Linked DNA regions of Capra hircus: regions 2 and 3 are each linked to region 1. The links are chromatin contacts, called in public Hi-C maps. All regions are on one chromosome and are shown on one strand. The core of a region is the stretch at or near the end of the contact, and the rest is flanking DNA. Distances in the headings are between cores, read along the strand shown.

Evidence for each region. A called contact is a pair of places that touch in the nucleus more often than the background predicts.
Region 2: a contact with region 1 is called in a Hi-C map of blood, with 5 times the contacts expected there. The contact joins two enhancer-like sites. A contact is called at or near these places in 2 of 5 Hi-C or Micro-C datasets (both in blood).
Region 3: a contact with region 1 is called in a Hi-C map of liver, with 5 times the contacts expected there. The contact joins two enhancer-like sites. A contact is called at or near these places in 2 of 5 Hi-C or Micro-C datasets (blood and liver).

The regions. Positions count from the first base shown.
Region 1 is chr7:14,908,114-14,910,844 of ARS1.2, forward strand. No RefSeq gene overlaps it. Among named protein-coding and RNA genes, the nearest start is that of PCSK1, 100 kb to the left of the region's middle. Within about 2 kb of position 1,403, at least 3 of the 5 cell types and tissues checked have an H3K27ac peak or open chromatin away from gene starts, as enhancers often do.
Region 2 is chr7:15,406,414-15,409,144 of ARS1.2, forward strand. No RefSeq gene overlaps it. Among named protein-coding and RNA genes, the nearest start is that of GLRX, 28 kb to the right of the region's middle. Within about 2 kb of position 1,403, at least 5 of the 5 cell types and tissues checked have an H3K27ac peak or open chromatin away from gene starts, as enhancers often do.
Region 3 is chr7:15,381,041-15,383,771 of ARS1.2, forward strand. No RefSeq gene overlaps it. Among named protein-coding and RNA genes, the nearest start is that of GLRX, 54 kb to the right of the region's middle. Within about 2 kb of position 1,356, at least 1 of the 5 cell types and tissues checked has an H3K27ac peak or open chromatin away from gene starts, as enhancers often do.

The DNA.
Region 1 (2,731 bases), core at 153-2,652:
TTTTAGCTCAGTTTCATTTTCAGGGTTAGGGTTAAACTCCTCCATTTAAATTGAAGCCTTGAATGTCTCCCAGATTCTTTTCAAATATTTTTCATTTAACTGTCTAGAGATCAAATGTAAATATATAACCTCTGCAAAGCAGCTCTTAGCCTAGTGCCTTGTATATACTTAGTGTATAACAAGTACTTATTGGTAAGTCTGTTCCTAGTTTTTTTTGCCAAAATATAATTTCAGATAATTCAGTTTTCTGGATGAGGTCTTGCACTCCTTGTTTAACAGGTCAGAGATCTAAGTTTGGAGGCTTTAGTGGAACAACTTGAACTGGAACTTGAGTTCTCTAACTCCAAATTGAGTGTCCCTGGAGGCACACTCTGTGCTTTATCCCCAAACCCTATTATGGGAGCACATAAAGATTCTGTGAATCAAAATGATGCAACTGGGGAAAGCACATTTTGGACAAACAGCAGTAATAGTACAGGTCTTACTATGAAGTCCCTTCACAGGGGAAGCTGTAGAATGTGTTCGTTGTGTGGGTATCTGCTGTGTCTCTGAAAGCCACCTCTAGAGGGCAGCACACTCTTCGTAACAAACAAGAGTCTCCTCAGTTTGGAAGAACAGCCTGGCGTGAAAACCGAGCCGGGACTGAAATACTTATTAGCAGCTTTAAATGAGTAGAACCCACAAATCTAGCAAGCCCGGTATACTTTTTGTCTGTGTGGGGGAGAAAGGGGGCTGAAATGAGAATGTAACTGTGAGTCTTTTCTCTTTCCTCCCTCCCCAAGCACAGAGCCTCTAATATTTAATAGCAGATGAACTTGAAACTTCCCTTATAATACCAGCCTGACACTTAATTTTAAAAGCAGAAGCAAAGAATAGAGGGAAAATGAGATGTGTACAAGGAACCACCACCGGTTGGCTGCTGCTGGAATCCAAGTGGAAGGAGCCAAGGCCTGAGAATTAGGCAAGAGCCGGCCACAGAGGGCCATGTGTGCCCGGAAGGGAGGCTGAACTTGCTCGTGTAGATTCCAGGAAGCAGACAGGGACGGGGTCAGACTTGTGTTTCGCGTGGATCACTGAGGTAGCTCTGAATTGAGCAGAATTGAGGGCAGCAAGTCTAGAAACTAGGAAGCCAGTTGAGGTGACTGTGCCAATCCAGGAAGAGAAGGCACATTTGATAACAGGAGCACTGGCAGATGGGAGGATGGATTTTAAGGATTCCAAGGGAGGGGAAACCAGCAGAATGTAATGATCAGTTAGATGAAGAGGGTAAGAAAGACAGAAGCATTAAGGCTATTATTTTATAACCTGGATCACCGGGTAAAGAGGTGGAGACACAACAGAGAGAGACTGAGTTTGGAGGGATGTGCTGCTTGGTTTTTGAAAACGCCAATCTGAAAAGTCTGATGAATCCCCAGGGAAGGTACCTGACAGGTAATGGAATTGATGAGTCTGAAGCTTGGGGAAGGAATCTGAGGAGGAGATCGAATTAGAGAGTCATTAGCATACAGGTGGTAGTTGAACTCCAGAGAGGAGATAAATTCGCCCAAGAAGAGTAGCTGTAATGAGAAGCAGTGAGCTGGAAACAGACACCTAGGGAACATACGCATGTGAGTGGTGGGTGCAGAGAGAGGAGCCTGTGGTTAAGAAGAAACAGAAATGAATGAGACGAACTGGGAAAGATGCTGTTACCTTGGGGGAGCAGCAGTGTGCACAATCCGCGTTGCCAAATGCCCCAGAAACGCATCGCAAAACAAAGACTGGAAAACGCCCATTGGAGTTTGTCATTAGAAGAGCACTGGGGGCCCTAACAAGGGCACAAGCCAGACTGCAGGGGGTGCAGAGTGAATGAATGGCACCTCGAGTGGTCACACTGAGGACATGTTCCTCTCCTAAGAAGTTTGGATAAGGGGGAAGGGGACATGGGATATTTTCAGGGAACATGAGGTCACAGATGATTTTCTTTTTAATGAATGGCAGGGAAACGAATAAGCTTACCGTCTGCAGGGAACACACACCTGCAAGAGGCAAAGATGGCGTTTCAAGGAGGAGAATGGCTTTGGAGCCTGATCCTGGCAAGACTAACCGGCTGGGCCGAGAACGAAAGGGGGCACCACCTCTTGGGAAACTGGAGGAAGAGTCTGAGAGCTGTCAGTGAAGCTCTGCGTCCGGGTGTGGGGGAGGCGAGAGCCTCAGGGAATTCGTGCCCTGCTGCTCTGCGGCAGGAAAATCCACTGAGATATCACATTCGATATTGCTCACATCACTGCAGTAATCTCTAGTGAACGAACGAGTCAGCCTTTGTGTTGTGTTTCCTGGTCCCACCTCGAAGAACTGGGATGACTTTTGTGCTTCTGGGGCTGCAAGTGAGTCTCTGGGATACCAGGATGGCACCTCCCTCCCAGCCTTTCCTTTCAAGTGTTTATTTAATTCAGTTCAGTTCAGTTGCTCAGTTGTGTCCAACTCTTTGCAACCCCACAGACTGTAGCACGCCAGGCCTCCCTGTCCATCACCAACTCCCGGAGTTTACTCAAACTCATGTCCATTGAGTCAGTGATGCCATCCAATCATCTCATCCTCTGTCGTCCCCTTCTCCTCCTGCCTTCGATCCTTCCCAGCATCAGGGTCTTTCCCAATGAGTCAGTTCTTCGCATCAAGTGGTCAAAGTATTGGAGTTTCAGCTTCAACATCAGTCCTTCCAGTGAACACCCAGGACTGATCTCCTCTAGGATGG
Region 2 (2,731 bases), core at 153-2,652, 500 kb after region 1:
TGACCCAGGGATCGAACCTAGACATAATGTTCGGCCTTTGAGGCATAAAAGTTTCCCATTATCAGTGCAGTGGTTGAACTCAGATATGAGATTTGATCCCAACAGCTTTCTGAGGGTAGTGTGAAGGAGCGAATGCGCACTGCTTCTGCGCCCTTGGGTCAGTTAGACTCTTCTAACACCTCGGTGTCTCTCTGTGACTGTCTTAAAAACACCGTGGGTTCTCACAGCACTAAGATCGGTCCTTCCCTTGGGGGCCCCTGGAAGGGCAGCATTTACTTGCTGGTTTCAGTGGGGTCCCCAAGAGGACTGCTGCACGGCAGGAGGATGGATCCTCAGACACTTTGCTAGGTTCTAAGTCATCTGAGAACATCTTGTGGCCGGAAGAAGCAAGTGTCCCTTGCTCTTCGGAGCTAAATGAATCAGTCTCTCGCTTTAGTAGTAGAAGTTCTGGGTAGACCAAGTTTATATGCTTATTTTCTAATGTTTTTCTCACATAAACTGCAGCATGCTTTTGATACAGTTCTATAACGTACCTCCTTCTTTTAATATCTCTTAGCCAGTTCTATATTAACAACCTACTTCTTTTTAAATCGTTACATGGTATATTATTTCTGGATGTACCAAATATTTTTAAATAGAAACTTAAATGGGATGTTAAACTTCATACAGATTTTTCCCAGTCTCATATATTTACAGTACTCTATAATAATAAGTCGGAGAAGGCAATGGCACACCACTCCAGTACTCTTGCCTGGAAAATCCCATGGACGGAGGAGCCTGATGGGCTGCAGTCCATGGGGTCGCTAAAAGTCAGATGCGACTGAGCAGCTTCACTTTTACTTTTCACTTTCATGCATTGGAGAAGGAAATGGCAACCCACTCCAGTGTTCTTGCCTGGAGACTCCCAGGGACGGGGGAGCCTGGTGGGCTGCTGTCTGTGGGGTCGCACAGAGTCGGACACGACTGAAGTGACTTACCAGCAGCATAATAATAAGTACCGCTAGTCCCTGGGGGCTCAGCTGGTAAAGAATCCGCCTGCAATGCGGGAGACCTGGGTTCGATCTCTGGGTGGGAAGATTACTCTGGAGAACGGAACGGCTACCCACTCCTGTATTCTGGCCTGGAGAATTCCATGGACTGTATAATCCATGAGGTCACAAAGGGTCGGACACGACTGAGCGACTTTCACGTAATAATAAGTATTCATTAAGGTGATGCAGACATGTCTTTGGAATCATTTTTAAAAGGCTAAAAATTACGTTCAGGATAACTCTGCCTTAAAGCATATTTTCAATGAAATTGTTTGTGGAGATCAAATAGAGAATGCTCTTTAATCTCACCACCCACCCTTCCGGAAGATTCCTCACAAGCACTATTCTGTGCTGCCACTAGGTGGTGCTCCAACCACGATGTCTCTATGAGCCTCGGAAACCGGTTTCAGTTCCCCAGCCCTAGGTTAGGCAAGATAGGAAATGAAATCACATTGCATGGAATGTTTCTCAGTTTTCACAGGACCCAGAGTGAGGCTGACAACCGTAAACCGCTCTATTCGGGAAGGCAGTGGTAAGGAAATGACCAAGCCAACATGGGGTCGGGTGGGGGACGGGAAGTGACTTATTCCCCTACCTCAGGGGCTGGCCCAGTGATGCTGAAAGGTGAGGCCACGACCCAGCTCACACAGATCCCCTCCAGACCTTCCAGCCACCACAGCCAGGCCGACGCGTGCGCTACGGCAAGGTCTAGAGCGGGAGGACCCATACGTGGGCCGTGTGTGTGTGCGCGCGCGCTTAGTCGCTCATTCGTGACCAATTCTTTGCAACTCTATGGGCCATAGCCCGCCAGGCTCCTCCATCCATGGGATTCTCCAGGCAAGAATACTGGAGTGGGTTGCCGTTTCCTTCTCCAGGGGATCTTCCCGATCAAGGGATTGAAGCCCGGTCTCCTGCATTGCAGGCAGAGCTTTTACCGACTGAACTATGAGGGAAACCCTTATATGGGGGCCTGAGGTCTGCTGTAGCTCTGCTCTGCCCAGATATGTGCCCTGTGGTGAGGGCAGCCTGCCACAGCCTGAACGAAGCTTCTGTCCCCATCCCTGGAGTTCTTTCAGGACATTCAGCTTCCCAAGTGAGTGCTGAGTCACTTCAAGGAAAACAGGTCTCCATACCTTCTGCTGCTACGGCTGCTAAGTCGCTTCAGTCGTGTCTGACTCTGTGCGACCCCCTGGATGGCAGCCCACCAGGCTCCCCCATCCCTGGGATTCTCCAAGCAAGAACACTGGAGTGGGTTACCATTTCCTTCTCCAATGCATGAAAGTGAAAAGTGAAAGTGAAGTCGCTCAGTCGTGCCCGACTCTTAGCCACCCCATGAACTGCAGCCCACCAGGCTCCTCTGTCCATGGGATTTTCCAGGCAAGAGTACTGGAGAGGGGTGCCATCATCTTCTCCGATCTCCATACCTAGGCCAGTTTAAAAACACAGGCCAGAGTGTGTGATATACTCATGAATGTGACAGGGCCACAAAGAAAGAAGCAATCTGTGTGGGCCAGGGCACTGAAAAGCTTTCACAACAGAGGTGACACTGCGAATGAAGAGAGCTGAAATGTCTGGAGAGAGATCGGGCCTTGGAGAGGAGGAGGGCATGGTAACCCAGACACAACTGAGCGACTTCACTTTCACTTTCTTTCAGAGTTCTAGGGGCTGGGGGAGGCACCCGGGGAGGCACCCTGGAGGCC
Region 3 (2,731 bases), core at 106-2,605, 470 kb after region 1:
GTTACTTTATGCCCTCAATGAAATCAGTTTTCTGTTTGTTCAAATACTCAATATTTCCAGTCTGTTGTCAGAATCAAGTGGAATAATGCAGGCCAAAGTCCCTACACAGTGCCCAGCTCATAGTAGCTATTTCATAAATGTTTATTTTCTTTCTGAATTAACTCTACTTGTTTATTACGCTTCATCCTTTGATTACCATATTGTCCTGTCATATTAACTATTTAATACAACGGAAGATTTTGTTTTAAAGAGGAATGTTCTTATCAACCTGTGTTTATTACAGCTGTTATATAATTGTATAACTCAACTATATCACTGCTCTACAAACCTTATCTCTAAAACTATTAGTCTGACTGTTTGCAACCCAATGAACTATAGCCCACCAGGCTCCTCTGTCTATGGAATTCTCCAGGCAAGAATATTGGAGTGGGTAGCCATTCCCTTTTCCAGGGGATCTTCTTGCCCCAGGGATACAACCCATATTTCCTGCATTTCAGGCAGATTCTTTATCTGGTCTGAGCCACCAGCTGTCAAGTAATATAAAGCTGGTATAAGGAAATGGTATTACCATAATGTACACTTTATCTTATATCCTGTCTTTTAAACAGAAATCCTAACCTCTTCTTTGAGAGGGAGAGGCCTGTAACAGATTTGAACTGGGTTTACACTGGTGTGTACTTAGACAATTTCTCTACTAATTCAAGGTCATTTCTCTGAGAATATTTAGCATCTGCTTGAGGCTGGCTTTGCCAGTGTTTTCCATAGAGGCTCAATATTATACACATAAAAAGAAAATGGGTCAGACTCTTCTGCAGTTGGGCTGCCTGGTTCCTCAGCTAAAGGTCACGCTTAATCCTCTTGCAGCGCCCAGAACGCAGTGTGCAGTATTTTGTTTTGTTTTGTTTAATATTCCAGGAAGGAAATGGCTTCCATAAAGAAAACCAGGGAACACATTCTTTTCTCTTGAGTGCAAAGGACCCCCAAGTGGTTCACAATCCCATTTAAAACCCTGCAAAGCTGAGTTCTGGGGAAAATTTAAGGTGGTATTTTACCTATAGTTAAATTCTGAGCCCACATCCCTGGATAGAACCTTGGCTGGGACTTTCCCCATCATTGTTTTGAGAAAGGGGATGGGAAATGGAGAGGACTCCATGGGCCAGAGTCACCACACACAAGCGCAGAGGATGGCAGTAGCGTGGCCTGAGAGCTTCTGAGCTGGGGCAGACGGGAGATGACGCTGCTGCTCAGAAAACACAGAAAGCAAAAGGAAGGATGCGCCTGCGCCGGGGCGGCTTCAGGTTGCCGCGAAGGATGCACCCCCGAGCAAAGGGCCCAGATACCCGCGAGGCTAAGCTGGACAGCTGCCCCTTGCCCCTTTGGCATTCCCACTGCTTACAAGGAGCAGCAGCTGCCCCCAGATCTCCACCTTCAGCCAACCCGGTCCACCTGCCAGACACATCGGCAGTTCCTCCATCACCCTGAGGACTGTCCACCGGTCAGACAGCACACGCTTCAGAAATGCAGGTGTTGTCATAAGTAAATCTGTCATTCTCTGAGTATGGCCTCATGTCTTCATTTCCTAACCGACCACACTACTTGAAGCCCATTTTTCTATTCGTAGCAGTTCCCTCATCCAGTTTTGACACAACATTTATCAGGGCAGGCATCGCTCCCTCTGACATTTGTTTGGAAATACTGTCCTTGTGACTCAGGAACAAAGAAGTACGTAAATGGGCATGCAGGTATCAGCCCTTTGATTTACTCTCCCGCTGTTTTCCAAATGCTTCTTTATCCAGGTAACAGACAACAACACGTACAAAAAAAAACTAGACTTCAGTTCAGTCACTCAGTCGTGTCTGACTCTTTGCAACCCCATGAATCACAGCACGCCAGGCCTCCCTGTCCATCACCAACTCCTGGAATTTACTCAAACCCATGTCCATTGAGTCAGTGATGCCATCCAGCCATCTCATCCTCGGTCGTCCCCTTCTCCTCCTGCCCCCAATCCCTCCCAGCATCCGGGTCTTTTCCAATGAGTCAACTCTTTGCATGAGGTGGCCAAAGTACTGGAGTTTCTACATACAAACACACACACACATCTAACACATGTAAGTGCATAAAATCTGGCTCATGCCCATACAACTTACTGTGAAAGTTGTACACGTTAAAAGAAAAACACTGTAGTAACATCCTCCCCTTTAAAAAAAAGAAAGAAGATGCCAAAATAAAAACCTATGTCACTGAAAGGTCAAAGCACATTACTTCTAAGCTCTTTTAATCCTCTTGCTTCCTGGAGCACACATTCTACATCAAGATTGCCTAACTGTGGACATTCGTACATTCTTTGCTTCTTTAAGCCTCTAAAACAAAACTAGTTCCCCCAAACCAAAATAGTGGGTGTTGTTTCTGTTTCTACTGACATTGGGGAGTGACTGAAAAATGTGTTCACTGTGAAACCGGTTAAAAAAACAGCTTGTTTGGCCCACACTCTGCGGCTACCCCAGCTCCCAGGCCTGAAGCTGTACTAAACTCTGCCCAGCCTGGGCTTATTCCAAGCCCAAACACTCCTTGCCTCTTCCTGATCCTGCTTATGTCACGCCAGTGTGGGCCTTAGCTTTTCTTGATCCTGATGTTAGCCCACGTTTGTACGAGCCTTCTTGGATTCCCTGAAGTCCCTGGAAACCCTCACCTAAAGTCAAGATGATTCCAGAAGTTTATTTTGACAAGTACG